2 separate regions of the Sus scrofa genome follow, and region 1 is linked to region 2. Evidence: chromatin contacts called from public Hi-C data. All regions are on one chromosome and are shown on one strand. Each heading gives the region's core, a stretch centred on a gene start, on an enhancer-like site or on the middle of the called end of the contact. The rest is flanking DNA. Distances are from core to core; before and after follow the strand shown. Region 1 holds the start of MFSD14B (major facilitator superfamily domain containing 14B). Region 2 holds the start of ZNF658 (zinc finger protein 658).

What was found. A called contact is a pair of places that touch in the nucleus more often than the background predicts.
Region 1: a contact with region 2 is called in a Hi-C map of skeletal muscle, with 3 times the contacts expected there. The contact joins the promoter of MFSD14B here to the promoter of ZNF658 in region 2. A contact is called at or near these places in 1 of 5 promoter capture datasets (liver), 5 of 47 Hi-C or Micro-C datasets (heart right ventricle, liver and skeletal muscle) and 2 of 2 datasets of contacts at active chromatin or transcription factors (alveolar macrophages and skeletal muscle).

What each region holds. Positions count from the first base shown.
Region 1 is chr10:38,888,143-38,891,465 of Sscrofa11.1, forward strand. It overlaps MFSD14B (major facilitator superfamily domain containing 14B), which reads right to left and starts at 1,261. Exons shown (of 12, transcript NM_001243400.1): 1 at 927-1,261. The coding sequence starts at 1,034.
Region 2 is chr10:38,816,465-38,820,065 of Sscrofa11.1, forward strand. ZNF658 (zinc finger protein 658) reads right to left here and starts at 1,995. Exons shown (of 5, transcript XM_021064707.1): 1 at 1,499-1,995.

The DNA.
Region 1 (3,323 bases), core at 11-2,510, 71 kb after region 2:
CCCTTGGGCAGGAGGGGGTCTTTAACATCATTTAGCATTTTTAAAAGCAAATTAAAATACATAAGCTAAACAATACATAAAATTTGAAGCCGATTGCACATAATTTTCCTAAAATTTCTATTTTTCCATAAAAAAGTCTCCCTGACATTAGTTTCTATTCACTGTAACGTTTTTATATTTCCTGTCCTTACCAGGCCAAAAAAAAAAAAAAAAATCTTTAAGAAACGACAGACTTATGCATATGCATACACCAAAGCGCCACTGACAAAGCCTGTTACGCCGAATCCAGGCCAATTAAACCAGTGCTTCGGAAGCATCTGAATCTCACGTGAAATTAGAAAAAAAGAGATTGGCCTCCCTCAACACGCTCCTCAGCCGAGCCCTGGGATCCTCAGCTTTCCTCTGAAATCCTGCTCACCAACTGCTTCTGCGACCGCCTAGGGAACCATGAAGGAACAGGAAGGCGCTGCCCAACTTCCCGGTCCAGGGCCCAAGGACGGTTCTAAAGGCTCTCTACCTATCTTCTAGGTAGGCTCAAGCCAGAAGTGCACCATGAAAATACTATCTACTGTCACACCTAGAGAGGATTCTAAAAGAATCAGATTACTTATATTCACGATCCCACGTCGTGTGTCTTTTGAAACAATAACTAAGTCGCCTAAATTTCTGTCTAACGATGAGCAGCGCTAAGAAAGCCTAGTAGTGTTGAAATCGGCTACCTGACTCGGGAAAAGGACAGGCTTTCCAAGAACCAGAGCTCCTGCCCAGAGCCGAGACAGGTCAGCGTCTCCTCACCTCCAGGGTACCCAGGCCCCCGCCCCGCCCCGCCCGAGGCGTCCCAGGACTCCGGCCGCCACCCCGCCCCACCTCCCCTGACTCTGGGCTTCGGGCTAAGCAATGCGGTGCGACTCCGTGCCCGCGCTCACCGTGCTGCCGCCAGGGGACCGCGCACCCGCGCGCTTCTCCGGCATGGCTCCCACCTCGGGCTCCGACGCCGCCGTCTTCTGTGGCTCGGGTGGCGGCTCCGCGTTCATGCCGCGTCCATGCCCCCGCCGGCTCGGGGCGCTTCGGGACTACGGAGACGCCGCAAAGGCGGCGGCGGGGCCCGCGTTCTCATGGGCACCGCGGCCCGCGGGTCTGACGGTGGCGCCAGTGGAGACGCCAAGGGCCGTAAGGGCTGCCGAGGTCGGAGCCTCAGAGGAGGAGAAGCGAGGAGGGCAGCTGCAGGGGCCAGTCGCCACAGCTCCCGCACCGAAAGCGATTCAGGGAGCTGCCAGGCGCGTCAGCGACCGCCCTGGGGAAGTCAGGAGGCCCCGCGCCGGCCCGGCCCCGCCCCCGCTTCCCTACTGGTTCGCTCCGGGGGAAGCGGCCCCGCCCGAGATCTCTGCTCCCGCCACAAGCTCACAGCCAGCGCCCAAAGCCTCCAGGAGCCCCCCTCCCACTTCAGGGCCCGCCTCCAGGTCTCCCGGGCCGCCTAGGCGTCGGGACTCCGCAGCGCGCCGGAAGTGCGTCACTGCCCAGGGCCCGCAATTGTATTTTCTTTTCGCTGGGACGGTACCGGGGCTGGCGAATTGGGAGCTTTGAATGCAGGGATTTCTTCTTGTAGAGATTGCATTTCTGATCTTGGTTTGGCCTAGAGATGGCACGTTCTGACAGAAAACAGAGCCCTCAGGGCTGGAATCCGGAATTAGGGAAGTGTCATATGCGCTGTACCTGACACTTTTTTTTTGGAATGTTCTGTTCCTCTTCCAAATCTAAACAGAAGCCGATGAAGAGCTTCACCTGGACTGTGGGATTCATGGGACGGACAGTCTTAGGAAACACAGAGATCCCTGTTCCACTCCAGAGCTGCTTGATGGTACGAACGCGGTGAATATGAACAAAAGTGTCAGATCTTGTTTGGCTAAGGTGCTGATGTACCCGAAATCAACTAACACTAATCATGGCTCCATAAAAAAAAGTCCGAAAAGGACTTTGTGGATACCGCAACCTATTCTGCAAATACTTCAAAAGTAAAGCAGCTTGGCTAAAGAGCTAATGTAACAGATACGACCTGCTCCGCAAATGTGGGGTACAAAAATGGTCAGAATGTTTTTTCCTCTTAGGTGTTTAAGCATTCAGTGCCTCCTTGAAAGAAGTAAAATACTTTGAAATTCTTAAGAACTTATGTCTTCCTCCTTTTTTTTTTTTTTTTTTTTTTTTTTTTTTTTTTTTTTGTCTTTTTGCCATTTCTAGGACCACTTCTGCAGCATATGGAGGTTCCTTCCCAGCTAGGGGTCTAATCGGAGCTGTGGCCGCCGGACTACACCAGAGCCACAGCAACGGGGATCCGAGCCATGTCTGTGACCTACACCACAGCTCACGGCAGCTCCGGATCCTTAACCCAGGGATCGAACCTGAAACCTCATGGTTCCTAGTCGGATTCATTAACCACTGAGATGTCTTCCTCTTTCTTAAAGAGACCCAAGTGGACTTAATTGGTGAAGGGAATGAGTCCAGTCATTTCACTATTGACTTGCATCTTATACTGTTATTGTTGCAAACAGGTCTTTACAAGCCTAAGGATTTATTTGCTTTCCTATAGTGTATCTATTGGCTTAGGTCCCTTCCATGCCTTGCGCTGGTATCAGGTAGCTCGGGGTGCAATAATGAAATAACATCGACTGGATGGCTTAAACAACAGAAATTTCTTACAGTTCTGGAGACTGGCAGTCTGAGCTCAGCATCAGCAGGTCAGATTCTGATGAGATCTTTCTTCCTAGCTTGCAGATGGCTGCCTCACTGTGTCCTCACATGAGCAAAAGAGCAAGCTCTCCTGACCTCATCTAAGCCTATTTACCTCCCAAAGGTCCCAGCTCCAAATTCCATTACATTGAGGGTTAGGGCTTCAACATACAGATTTTGGGAAGACAGTTAAGTCCACAGTTCTTGGTGTACTAAGTCACAGATTCATTGATGCTCACTGATTACACACTGCTTCCCAAAGCATACTGATGTATAAAAGCAACTTTTCCTGAAAACACAGACGTTCTTTTCTTGAGCTTAGGTAATCTACCTAGACTGCCCCTTCTATTAGGGACTTTACTGCTAGTTGTTCTTGACTGAAGACTTTTTAGTTGGCACTAAGAATCGATGGGATTTTAGAAGTCACCAGCCTTGAATTGACAGTGGGAAATTCCCCCAACAATACCTCAGGCCAGTTGTTCCCTACCCTTGTTCTTAAATATAGACAGAGAAGAGGATATGTTAAATTGAACCAATCTATTTATGGATAGCTGTCATATCTTGGAATTATGTCCTTTTATTTATTTATTTACTTATTT
Region 2 (3,601 bases), core at 745-3,244:
CTCATGGAGTGAGAGCAGCTCAAAATGTGGAAAGAGTGAGGGGGAAATGAAGAAAATTGGGTGCTATTCAGGATTTCATCAGTTCTGCCTTCTTAAACCCTCCTTGGATATCAGGTCCTTACCAGCCATCCTGTAAATGTCTTTTCCTGTGCCACCTGACGCCCATCCCTCGCAATCTCTGGTTACCACCTTCTCAAAGTTGGTCCACAGTGTCCACTGTCACAGTCTGTGATGGTCCAGCTGTGACAACATCACAAAGTCTGACTCATGCTACATTGGGATCAAGAACAGCTTCTGGTGGAGCAACTTACAACCTGTTCCTTTCTAGAACTTTCTGCCTGTGCTCTGAAGCTGTGATGAGGTGTGTGTCAGAAGAGCTGTTCTTCAAAGTAGCAGTTGTTCTTGAGACTCCCTCTTCCTGCCTTAAAAGAGCTACTTTGCTCCAGAGGGGCCAGAGAAACAAATTCACTTTATTTGAAACCTTCATCTAACACTCCAAATTTGACGTTTGGGGAATTCACAAGAAATGTACTGACCAGTATGTTGCCATTAGCTGCATTGGACTTCTACACCTGAAGTGTAGATTAGTGGCCCAGGTCAAAATAATATTTTGGCTGTACTGAATTAAATATATTAGTGAAATTAACCTCACCTTTTCTTCTTTTTACTGTGGCTACTAAAAAATTTTTAATTAATTTTGCTTTATCTTTCTATTGGCCAGCACTGCATTAGATGATCAGACTGTGTTTTGAAAATCGAGATGGCCTGGCCGTTTCACTACAGCTCTGTCCAGGAGCTCTGGAGAGAATCCACAAACCCCAGTATATATTTCCCACATGGCAAGATTCTGTCAGCATGCATTTTACAATCATGTCTCTGGAATTTGGGGACAGGCTGCCATGATCTCCAAAGGTTGCAATTCTGAGTCGGGGCAGGGAGGATATTAGGAAGAGCAAGAGATACAAAGAAAAATCTATTCGTATTTGCATCCTACTTCTCACCCTCCAGCTTGTGTCCCGGGATATATCATTCCGCCCACATGAAATTACTTTCACTTTAAAAAAAAAAAATGGCATGTTTATAAAGACAAGCAGACCTGCTATGAGGGTTAAGGGAAATACCAAAGGGAAAAAAGTCTTATGATAGAAGCTTACACAGTGATGATTACAATCACTTGACAAAATGTTTTGCAGAAGACACCTTTTTTAATTCTCAGAAAAACTGCACATGTTCATGGTGAACGTTATAAGGTGCATTCTTCTCCTGTTGCTTGCGATCCTTGCACCGGGCCGGCACCAAATACATCTCCTCGGGACAAGGCTTCGGCCCTACCTGCGCCCTTGGAGCAGGCGGGGCAGGACCTGCCCGGACTAGGGGTCTGGGAGAGGGACTGGCCCGCCCGGAGGGTCCCGGGATTTCCTGCTCCGGTTCCCCGGACACAAGCTACCTGACCTAGCAGGACCCCACGCCGCGTAGAGCCAGATCCCGGGGCTCTCACCTCCGGATAGCAGCCTCGGCTCCAGCACCGACCCCAAATGGCCGAGATCTCTTTTTCAGTCCCAGGAGGCGGAGGGGAGTAGGAGGGGCTCGATGTTCCCATGCGCAGAATGAGCTCCGAGGACCCTTTCCCGGAGTGCTGAGCGGCGGGCGGGCAATATTCAAGACTACATTTCCCATAAATCCTTGAGACCGTAGGAGGTAAAGTTAGAAAGCTAGAAGTCTTGAAGTTGGACCTGATCGCTGGCGACTCTTCTCAGGAATGGGTTCAGACTTAAAAGTTATGATATAACATATTGCAAAGTATTTTTTTCCATCAGATCTTGGTTGGAAAAAAATAACAGAGCCAGAGACAGCAATTTGGGAAACACGAATATGGACTAGATTTAAGAATTACTAAGGAAAATTACCATTATTTTGGATAGTGCCATAATATTCGGACGATATAGGAAATTGATCTTATTTTTTAAAGCTACATACTGAAATATTTGCAGTTATGAAATCATGTATTTATAATTTACTTTTTTTTTTTCCATTTTTAGGGTCGCATCTGTGGCACATGTAAGTTCCCAGGCTAGGGTCTAATCAGCCGCCCATGCACAGCCAGGCGGGAGGTGGGCGGCATCTGCCACCTATGCAGCTCTCAGGGCAACACTGAGCGAATCCAGGGATGGAGCCCACATCCTCGTGGATACTAGTCCGTGTTCTTAACCTGCTGAGTCACAATAGGAACTCCGGTGGAATTTACTTTTTAAAAATTAAGCAGAACAGTTTGAGGAAGCAAATATGGCAGTAGGTTAAGAATTGTTAAGTCGTGTAATAGGTGTATATGATGCTTGTTTTACTATTTCTGTTTTTCCGAATGTTTGAATTTCTTTTTAACATTCAGGAGAAGACGTGCAGGTGGGGGTGGGGAGGTGGTGGAGGAGGGTTAGGGAGGGTTTATGGCCACTCAAGAAGTGTTCCTTTTAAAACACAGCTGCCAAGAGAAGTGAAGGTACAACTGTTATGAATTCCACTGTGAAATAGAAAAAAACTACAAGATGGAAGCAGTATTACATAAAAGGGTAAATTTTGTGAACAGGAGAGGGAGAGGGAGGGAGTAAGCTAGCTATTCAAAATTACACAAGTAATACTTGAAAATACATACAACCCCGAATAAGGAAAGTGTTATCAATTTATAACTGTGATCAATTACTAACCTGGCTTGTATGGTGGAGATTATGTTCAGCTTTATAACACTCCCAATCTATCACCCAAAAGTGGGTGTATCATTTTGCATTCTCACCAGCAATGAATGAAAGTTCTCTTGCTCCCCATCCTCATAGCTGTAGGTGTTGTCAGTGATTTGGATTTTGTTCATTCCAGAAGTGGAATGATATCTCATAATTTGCAATTCTGTAATAACACCTGATACTGGGGTTCTTTTTATATTCCTATTTGCCATCAGTGTATATTCCTTTTTGAAGATGTTAAATTTTAATAGCGATTTATGTATTTTAGATAAAACTTCTTTGGTAGGTTTGTCTTTTGCAAATATTTTCTCTCAGTCTCTGCCCTTTTCATTTTCATAGAGCAGAAGTTTTTAACTTTGATGGATTCAACTGATCATCTTTGTTCATTCATGGATTGTGCTTTTGATGTTATCTAAAAACTCATTGCTAAACTCGAGGTCACTTAGACATTCTCTAGAAGCGTGTTATTTTCTAGAAGTCTTATAAGGTTTGCATTTTAAGTTTATGATCCTTTTATTTTTTTAAATGGCCACACCCATGGCATATGGAAGTTCCTGGGCCAGGAATTGAATCTGAGCCACAGCTTCGACCTACACCACAGCTGCTGCAATGCCAGATCCTTTAACCTGCTGCATGGGGCTAGGGATCAAACCTGCGACTTTGCAGTGACCCAAGCCGCTGCAGTCAGATTCTTAACCCACTGTGCCACAGTGGGAACTCCTATTATCCATTTTGAGTTAATATTTATGAGAAGTATAAGGTTTGTGTCTACATTTATTTATTTTTGCATGTGGGAGTCCTCTTGTGGTGTACAAGGTTAAGGATCCTGCATTACCACTGCAGTGGCTTGGGTCGCTGCTATGGAGTGG